Regions from separate parts of the Mus musculus genome. Here region 1 is linked to region 2. The links are chromatin contacts, called in public HiChIP or PLAC-seq maps. All regions are on one chromosome and are shown on one strand. The core of a region is the stretch at or near the end of the contact, and the rest is flanking DNA. Distances in the headings are between cores, read along the strand shown.

Region 1 (5,006 bases), core at 315-2,814, 44 kb after region 2:
GGAACAAATGCTTTTTTCAGATCTAATCCTGGCGTGATAAATAAAGCTCTCTGCAAGGTGCTTGGGAAAGTTGTAAGCAGCTCCCGCGTGGAGAGGCCTTTGTTGTGGAGGAAGAGGCCTAACCTCAAGGGTTAATCAGTCACTGTTCGTGTAGGTCAGAGAGAAAAGTTCACATCTGAGTGGTACTGGCCATCAAGCCCTTTCTTGTGGTTCTTTCCACAGTGATATATTCTTAAATATCCCTTGAGTTCAAGCCTCCCAGATAGATTTATTGGAGCAAAATGTTCCTTGTCCATATGATAAGTTGTGTATTTATTTGCATTGAAACTGAGATAAGTGACAATCAGGAACTCTGTGGTAGCTGTGATTTGAGCAAACATGCTAGTAAGTAATACTGGCCAAGTGTCCAAATGTGCATCTAACACGCTGCCTGGCATATTGCAGATGTTTGTTGATTGCTTATTGGCTGAATGAGTGTAGAGTTTTACGAGGCTGAGTCCAGTATGGTGCTGCCAAGTTGGGCCAGCGTGTGATAGTTGCACAGTCTTCACTTTGTAACTGTTTTGTTAAACTGTATATGTAGATCTTTTGGGTTTCCCTTTACATGCTGGATTTCAGGATTAAAATGTTTTTAAGCACTTTAAGGGGGGTTGTAACAAAGTATATCCTATCCATGGAGCTTGTTTGCTTTAGAGGTTCAAGAGTAATATGCTAAAATTTCCTTTGTTGAATTGAAGCATAAACAGTTGAGTGTTTGCTTGTCAACACATAGAATTTGGTAATTAATTTGTACTTGGGAAACTTGCTCTGGGTTTGAACACTTAGGAAACAAGGTTTCCAAGTATGTCTTGCTCCCAGCCAAGAGCAGCTGTGCCGTACACTGCTTTTCAGGTGGCTTCTCTGGGACATCTGTGAAAACAGACGTCAGTAACTGAGCGTGGCCGAGAGCATGGCACTCTGTAGTGTTCTGTGATATATGGTGGCTGGGGTCTCCACTGGAGTAGAACACCATGCTGACTTGTATAAAAATACTTATTTGACTTAAATTTCATTTCTGCTCAGTAATAAATTGCAAGGATAAACCTCCCAATGTTAGGAGAAAGTGTATAATACACTATGCAGTTTTCATTCAGATAAGCTCAAGGTGGAGAATCGGGAGGTGACGCCTCCTTAATGGCTTTGGTTTGCCCTGTGATGTATATGTCCGTGATAAATTAAGATGACTTTCCTGGCACTTGTGTGATGATTATTATCAGTTACAAATAATTCTGGACGATGGTAGTGCGCGCATTTAATCCTAGCTCTCAGGAGGCAGAGACAGGAGGATCAAGGCCAGCCTAGTCTACAGAGTGAGTTCCAGATAGCACAAGACTATGCAGAGAGACCCTGTCTTGAAAAACCAAAACCAAACCAAACCAAACCAAAAATAATAATAAGAGAAAAGAAAAGGACTTCAGAGTGTGTGCCACTACACAAGCAGAAAGCAGCACTGCAGCCAGCCGGGGGAGGGGACGACACCTGTATGCTCCCCCGTGCTGTCTATCCTCTCGCCAGCCCAGCGAGGTTTTGGGATCTTCTGCTTTCATTCCTCATGCCCTGCCTCCCAACCGCAGTCCTCTCTTACTTCCTATGATTCATAGGAAAAGACAAGATCAGGCTTTTAAAACCAGTTAGCTAATTAGAGGTGGCCATAGGGCAAATTTGAAGTTCCTAGGCATTCAGATGATTAACTGTGGCAATGTAGATTTCTCTTACTCTTGTACAGACTGTTTCCGTCTTTACTAATAAAAGCATTCACGAGGGAGGAGCCGCTGACCTGCCTCCCCCAACCCCCGTGCTTCCAATTAGGAGTCTATTATCTCATTCCAGATAATTGGAAAAGGATATCCCAAATACTGCTTCGTGTAAATATGGTTTTTGCCTGTGTTATATTACTAGGAGTTCTGAACACATCTGGAGCAAAGGCAGCCCTCGGGACATTAAAAGTGCACTGTTTGGATTGGCACAGTGACATTATAGTATATGCCAATTTGTAATGGCTTTTGGAAACAGGCAGTTTTAAACTCTCCCTGAACTATTCCCCTGAGAAATTATTCAATTAAGTACAACTAAAATTAATGTTTAGTATTTTTGTGTGTGTGTTTAAATAAAATAGGCAGCTATAGAGGGAGATCTGTGATTCATGCTTGTGTTCTTATTTGACTCTGGAAGTTAGCTCCCAGGAAATAGCTAGGCTTCTTGGAATCAGTGCCTTTTCTAGAAGCTACATATTGCTAGACTCTGCTTATGACTTTCATATTATGTAAATGACTGTCTCGTCTAGGCAGCTTTAGACACCTGGAGTTCACCCAAGTTTCTATCTATACCTGCAGGGAATGGGGCCCTAGTGCAAAAATCCAAACTTGTCCTGTCTCTCTAAGTAAGTGATTCTCAAACTTTAATGGGTGTAGAGATCACCTGGGAGCTTATTAAAATGAAGATTTTGATTTGTTAGGCTGAGTGTAGGACCTGAGGTTCTACATGTCTAACAAGCTCCCAGGGGCTGTGGCTGGCCAAGGACTACATTTGCAATAGGGAGGTTCTAAGCAGTAGGGGGTGGGCTGGGGGGTGAGACCTGGACTTTGATTTCCAGTCCGCAGCCTGGCCCTGGTGTAACTGATGAGTGTGCCTCTCTTCTTTGTAGTGTATGTCCTCACTGAATTCTCGGAATCCCCAGTTCTTTTTTTTTTTTTTTTTTTTCCCCCCTGTCTGTTGGAAGATGGCACACTTGCCATGCTCATGGGAGAAAATGGCATGGGTCTTTTGTTGCATGCTTTCTTGAGATCCAGATATTGTCCTGCTTCATTTTCTTAGCCCATCTTTTCTAGCTGGGTTAGAAAGAAGAATCAACTAACGGATATTCCTTTGACCATGTTACTAAACACACATGCCAGAGCCCTGGTGAATGGAAGGATTCGTGAGTGAGTATGGCTTTACACCTCCCATCCAACATCTACTTCCACAGTTTGGATGCTTAGTTCATTGGTCCAGGCTTCAGTGAAATCCCTTGAAAGACTGGTCCATAACCCTGGTAGTTTTTTATCTACAGAGAGGGTGTTCCACAAGAAAATCTATAATGATTCCATCTTCTAACTGGCTGTCTCTTCCTAACTATGGCAAGTGAATTGATCATGAAAAGATTACTAAATGGGCAGAGGTGACGATGGCTTACTATTGCCAGCAGTTCCTGCTTCTGTTGTTCTGCCTCAAAGAGAGTCCAGGACTTGGAGTATAGCTCAGTGGTAGAAAGAACATTTGCATTGCAAGTTCTAGTGCCCCGCTTCTGCAGACCCTGAAAACAAAAACAAACAGCCTAGTATGTGCTCTGTTCAATTCAATAGTCGCCATAAAGTTCTAGATTTTTCTTTCTCTCCCACTTTGCTTTTGGCCTTAAAGCTCTTTTGGTCCAACTTTTAATTTTTTGTATCTAAATAATACTTTTTAAAATGTAGTTCTGGGGACTGCAGAGATGGCCCAGAGATTAAATAAAGCATTTGCTCCTCTTACACAGGACCCAGGTTCAGTTCCCAGTATCCACATGGCAGCTCACAGCCCTCCTTAACTCTAGTTCCAGGGGATCTGACGTGTTCTTCTGTGGGCACCTGGTCAGCTAAAACACACACACACACACACACACACACACACACAGCTCTAATTGTCTCAGTTAACTTGGCATTATTAATTATTCTTCATTATTATTCTTCATTGCCTAAGCAGCACTTCCAAAGCCAGCATTCTTTCCTTACTAGCCCATAGAATTTGCTATTTAATGTTATTTTTTGAATTTGAGCTCTTAAAATTGAATTTTCATTGTTATCAAAATATTGCTGCTTTGTAGAAGTAGCATAAGTTCATTCATCACCTTCCTTGCCTCAAAGTCCCACTCCTGGCAAATAGCTTGTAATTCTTTAAGTTTCAGCGTTCATTATTACCTATATTTCTTTCTTTCTTTTTTTTTTTTATCATTTTGTTGTTGTTGCTTTGCTTTGTTTTGTTTTTGACACAGGGTCTCACTCGCATGGAGCTAGTTAGACACACCAGACTGGCCTCAAACTCATACAGCTCCACCTACCTCTGCTTCCCATGTGCTGAAGCTAAAGGCATGAGCCACCACGCCCAGCACTATCTATTTCTCACTGGAATGGGCTGCTATTTCATAGAGTTTTCCATGTTGGCTTGCTGATTTCTTCCTAAGGGAGATGTCATTGTAACTTTCAGTGAGCCTGAAAGCTTCCCTGTCTCCCATCCCACACACATTTCCATTAAACCGTGTTGATGGCTATGACTATGGAAATATTGTTTGTGGTTGAGCCACAGTGTGTGCTATGATTAGATCTTTATTTCATTAGTACACGCTTTCCCTCTAAAGCCGGTAATTGCTTTTTGGTTTTGGATTTGCTTAGCTACCTGTGCTGACACATTCACCACTCAGACCTATCCTTAAGCTAGGATTGTGGGATTCCTGTGTGCTGGTGCAATATTTGTAGTTTGCCTATGAATTTCACCTTTTAATTGGCCAGTGCTTGCTTTCCCCAGTCCTTTAACTCCCTTGTTCGACCTGAACGACTGCCTAGGCTCCTGCCTGACCCTCCTGCCTCTTCCTGTTCCATCATACAGGAAGTCCAGTACCCCTGACTGCAATGCTCATGCCTGCATGCTCCCTGTCTGCCTTCTTTCTTCCCGTTGCTGTCTTGGTAGAACACACTCTCTAAGAGCATCTGAAGGAAGGTTTTATGGACCGTGAACACCTCAAGGTTGTGTGTTTAAAGAGCACCATGCTTTCCCTGCAGGGTGGAAGGTTTGGGGGGGAACCAGTTGTCTGGTTTGAATTGTGGGGGTGCTCCATTAGACCTCTGCTTTCTCTGTAAAGCTCCTATTCAGTTCTCCACAGTAAAACGCTGAAAGCTTAGAAAATTTCTCTTCATTCTGATGCTCTTCGTTCAATGTTCATGTGCCTCTTTTTGGGG
Region 2 (4,902 bases), core at 173-2,672:
TTCAAATAAGTATCTCTGGATAAATCAAGTTTAGACATTTTCAGCTTCACTTCAGAGTCCTCATTTTTCATACTGTTTTCAACAGAAGCCCCACTTTATCTGGGCCAGCATTTTATGTGGATTTATCGTCATCCATGCCTCTTCTAATTGGTGTGTGTGTGTGTGTGTCTGTCTGTCTGTCTGTCTGTCTGTCTGTGTCTACCATCACTGTGTTGGGGGGGTGCTATGATTTTCACCATTAAAAAGCTTTAATGTTTATGGTTGCTTTTTTTCCACGGAAGTGTGGTTTTTTTTTTTTTGCTTGTGAGATCTTTTGAAAACCTTTGAATGGTACTAACTTATTTTTCTTCTCTTCCTTGTATCCTTCCTGCTTTTTCTTGGCAAGTTTTGGGTTGTTCATCTCAGAGTTTTTCTTTCATGCTGTTGTGGGCTGAATTATGCCTTGCCCCATTCACATGTCGGTGTTCTGACAGCCTACCCCTAAGAATGTAACTGTATTTGGAAAGAGCTTTTTAAAGGGGTAATTAAGTTAGAATGAGGTCAGTCGGCTGGGCCCTAATCCAGTGTGACTAGTGTCCTTTGTAAGGTGAAGAAACTGGAACAAGACACATATGGAGGGGGACCCTGGGAAGACACGAGGGAGACACACCATAGAGGGCCTTAGAAGCCAGTCTTGTGATGACAACTTGATCTCTGGCTGCAGTCTCTGGTCTCCTGAGAAAGGAAGGTTGTTTTAGGCATGCAGTTTGTAATGAGCTCAATCTCTGCTGCTATGATTTTCCTTACATCTCTACTAATGTTTTTTTAAAATATTTGTTTGTTTATTTATTTATTATATGTAAGTACACTGTAGCTGTCCTCAGACACTCCAGAAGAGAGAGTCAGATCTCGTTATGGATGGTTGTGAGCCACCATGTGGTTGCTGGGATTTGAACTCCTGACCTTCGGAAGAACAGTCGGGTGCTCTTACCTGCTGAGCCATCTCACCAGCCCTCTGCTAATGTTTTATCAGCACTTTAGGTTTATGAATGGAGGACCATGTTGACACATATAGCCAGCTTTTTAAATGGTGGCAGATCGGGTTACCCAGAGGGCTTCTTTCTTGCCTGGGACAATGTGCCATGAATCTACAAGTACTTAGGTTCTACCCGGGCATGCTTCTCATGGGCTAAGTAAGAAGAACACGCAAGCAGAGTCAGGGCCCTAGAAGTGATGGCATTAGAACGTTAACCTAGGGGGAAAATGCTGGGAACTTTCACCTAGGGTGACATGGCTTCTTCATTGACCTCTTATTACCCTGTAGCTAGCTCAGAGCCTCTGACTCATTTCCTTGCCTGAACACCAGCTCCCAAGGGCCTTCCATTCACAGCAGTCCTTCCTCTCCAGAGAGAGCTGGCCAAGGGTTGCAGCTGGGGGTAAACCCTGGAGGCTGCAGCCCACACAGGGCAGGGCTCAGGGTAGTTGGGCCCAGCTGCTCCATAGAGAACTCTGCACACAGGCCTGATTCCTGCCTCACAGTCACTCTCTGTGTAGAACATTCTGTGGCTGCCAGTAGCCATTGACTCCAAGCCTGGCGGGTCTCCAGTGCTCTCTAGTTGGGAAGAAAGAGCTTCTCTCTATAGCTATGTGTGTGTGTGTGTGTGTGTGTGTGTGTGTGTATGTGTGTGTGTGTGTGTGTGTGTGTGTGCGCGCGCACGCGTGCATGTTTGTTTCAAGTTGGAGTTTCCCTCCGTTGTGGTTTGTCCATACAGCCCAGGTCTCGTCTTTGAACAAGTGAGTCTTCTGAAGGACTTGTTCATTGATAGCTCTCCTCTGTGTCTCTGTGTCTGCCATTCTTAGAGAAAAAGGATCATCTCTGCAGCGTGGTTGTGCTCTCTGGAAGGAAGGAGGCAACACGCTGAACTCTACTGTCTACAACTCAAAGGCATGTTTTTATGAATTAACAGGAGCTATATAAAGTATTTTACCAAAGTGGCTGGGTCTCTGGAAGCTTTGCTAGAACAGATGTTTCATTTGGAGTCCGTGGAAGTTGTTTGCTTGGCTTCCTATGAGTGGCACCCCACCTTATCACCTGCTACCTTCATGGCTGAATTTCCCTAAAGTAATACAATTAGGGAGATGAGGAAAGGTAATCCTGTTCCTTGTATTCGTAGTTTTAGGTACTTGAGGGTGGACAGTCTTTGTCTATAGACAGAGGCTTGTTAACAGAGTAGGAACGAATGGGGGAACAGGAAAGACAGTCTGTCATTCTAACTACTGTCTGACTCTCCCTGGGCATCCAGCAGTTCCTGATGCTCCACAGGTCTATAGACTCAGTGTCCCCAGACCATCCCAGTGTAGATACAGCTATTAAGTCCTAGATGTCCCTAGGCACTTCTATCTGCTTGGCTACAAATTCCCGTGACTCTTCTTCTGAATTGGGTACTTTATGAGAACATTCACAGAGCTCAGGAAGGTGCCGTGCTTATAGGGTTTTATTGTAGTAGTTGCCACTCTGGAAGAGCCAAGTAGTGTAGTGAATGTGGCAAGGTGTCGGGGAGGAGGTGCAGAGTCTCCATGCCCTTTCCACGTGTGCCGTGCTCAGAGCACATCCATGTGTTCCCTGCCCTCAAAGCTGTCAGGACCTTGCTGGTGGGTTTTCGTGGAGGCTTCAGTACTTGATTGATCATTGGCCATGGTACAACCAGCCTCCTTCGCCACCACTGAAGGTGAGCTTGGGCCTGAAACTTTCAGTGCTCTAATCATGCATAGAGCTAGTCCTCCTCTCAAATTACTTAAAGGTCTCCTAGGAATCATCTCCTTGCCACAAATCTAAAAGCATTTCTTAAAGATAACAAAAACTACTCTTATCAGGGAATTCCAAGGTTTTTGATGTTCTTGCTAAGAACTAGGGGGTAAAGATGAGAAATATACTTTTATTATTATTATTATTACAGCACAGCTAGGAGCCAGTGTCTGTGAGTCTGCTGAGTATGCAGAAATGATTGCTTGGCATGGGTGTGGTACTTGTCACATGGCTTTGCTGCTGCTAGCTTTAGTTTTGATGATGAGCTGAGACCATTGAGCCACAAGGACTTTGCCTTTTCTAGACTATGCCTTCTTCATTTCTTTCTGGGCCCATAGTTGGTTTATGTCTTGGGACAGCTCGGGTAGGTGACTCATCGGCCTTCCTTTCCCATGGGCTTCCCCACAGTTCCTACTTGATCTCTGAAAAGGAGGAGGCAGCCACAGTCCCTCCTACTGTAGCAGCTGAACCAAAGAATGCACCTCAGCACAGCACAGCACAGCACAGCACAGCACAGCACAGCACAGCAAGCAGAAAGGATCCAGTAGCATCACAGATGCAAAGAGTAGGTCTCCCTGAGCTCCGCTCCTGCCGCTCTGCACAGTGGTTTTCTTCCTCAGTGCCTTTGTAGGAAGAAGGGAGGGCTAAAGCTGAGTTGGAGCCTCCCCAAGTTTGTAGCCCCCACGTCTGTGTAGGTGACACTTTTACAATCTTGAGTGATTGTAAGGCGACACAGAATTTGAGTCATTCCTGACATGTTCTAAGGTCAGACATGGCAACGAGCTGCATTTTTCTTTCCTCTTTCCTCCAAAGATGCCCGAAGGTTGGAGGTTCTGGCCCTGGGTCCTGTTGCAAGGTTTTGTGATGACTAACAGTCATTGCCAACTTAGCAGGATCCAGAATCACAGAATCTAGAAGATGATCTCTGGATGTGATTGGGAGCTTTTAGGTGAAGTTGATTTGGGTGGGTAGACCTAAATGCCTTGTTTTTCTTTTGAAATACAAAGAAAATAGAAGCACTGTAATGAGTTGCTTTGGGGACAAAATACTGTAACTTGCATGATGAGATCTGGACATAGAGGTCACATGGTTCCCTTAGGAACCTGGTCTAGTGCTTACTAAGTCAGCGTTTGCCCACAAACAATGAGCATGCACTGGGTATGCTCATGGTTATTAGTTATCACATGAGAGGATACAAAACAGAATCAGCCAAGGGCCGGGCTCAGAAGTAAAGTCCAAGGGCACCCAGGGCAACCTTCCAAGGACATTGAGCCAGTAAAGTCACACAGGATATGCTTAATCCCACCGAAATGAGTTCTGACAGCGTGTATGAGATGTTACTAATCAGGGAATCGCATTAGAGGTGATCGCCCAGGCTTTATTCAAGGCATCTACTACATAGGCGTGTTACCTCCTCCCTGGCGGGTATCCAAATTCCAGAGAACCAGAAGGAAAGCAGGTGTTCAGCATAAGCCACATTGTCTGTGCAGCCCAGACACCTTGGGCCGCACTTATCAGTTAACAGTTCACCCCTCCCCACATCCAAGTTCCAAGGTACCTGCCAAGGACCAACCACAGAAGGGCACAGAGGCCCACTGCATGTCCGCTTTACTTGCGTTTACAGTGATGGGATTAAAGGCATGCACCACCACCACCACCACCTGGCAAGACATTTTATCTTGTCTAACCATCTCAGGCAGTCATTTGGAAACAGAATTGGCATCACTGGAGAATAGTTCTGTTTTTTGTGTACCGAGAATTTGTTCTCTCTGCACCTGCTTCATTCCTGTCATTACAGGGATGCACATTCCCTGTGTCCCCATCAGTGGGGTAAGCGGAAAAGCTTCTCGTTTAGCCATCTTGATTGGTTGCCCCATTACCTTTGGAAATCACATTTCCTTATCTCAGCACTGAGGGCAAATAGAGTAGGATAAGTAATGGTCCCCAGAAGGTTGTTGAGGAGAAAACGAGGTGGTGCTTAACACAGTGCATGCACACAGCAAGTGCTTAATAAATGCTCACTTTTACTGATGGCATGATATCTCTTGTTTCATGTTCAGTTAGGCTGAGATTTTATTTGTCACCGGGCATTGGGCCATGCTGATGTTCTTCTGGTT

What was found. HiChIP or PLAC-seq counts read pairs in DNA pulled down with a chosen protein or histone mark.
Region 1: an H3K27ac HiChIP or PLAC-seq map of heart atrium shows a contact between it and region 2, with 6 read pairs. The contact joins two enhancer-like sites. A contact is called at or near these places in 1 of 39 promoter capture datasets (the 3T3-L1 cell line), 8 of 484 Hi-C or Micro-C datasets (the C2C12 cell line, CD4 T cells, the STO cell line and 4 more) and 2 of 115 datasets of contacts at active chromatin or transcription factors (embryonic stem cells and heart atrium).

What each region holds. Positions count from the first base shown.
Region 1 is chr11:68,072,912-68,077,917 of GRCm38.p6, forward strand. The region is part of intron 6 of Stx8 (syntaxin 8); the gene reads left to right. Among named protein-coding and RNA genes, the nearest start is that of Stx8, 110 kb to the left of the region's middle. Within about 2 kb of position 1,565, at least 24 of the 459 cell types and tissues checked have an H3K27ac peak or open chromatin away from gene starts, as enhancers often do. A contact at or near this core is called in the C2C12 cell line, the STO cell line and heart atrium, where this site is marked.
Region 2 is chr11:68,029,504-68,034,405 of GRCm38.p6, forward strand. The region is part of intron 6 of Stx8 (syntaxin 8); the gene reads left to right. Among named protein-coding and RNA genes, the nearest start is that of Stx8, 65 kb to the left of the region's middle. Within about 2 kb of position 1,423, at least 106 of the 459 cell types and tissues checked have an H3K27ac peak or open chromatin away from gene starts, as enhancers often do. A contact at or near this core is called in the C2C12 cell line, the STO cell line and heart atrium, where this site is marked.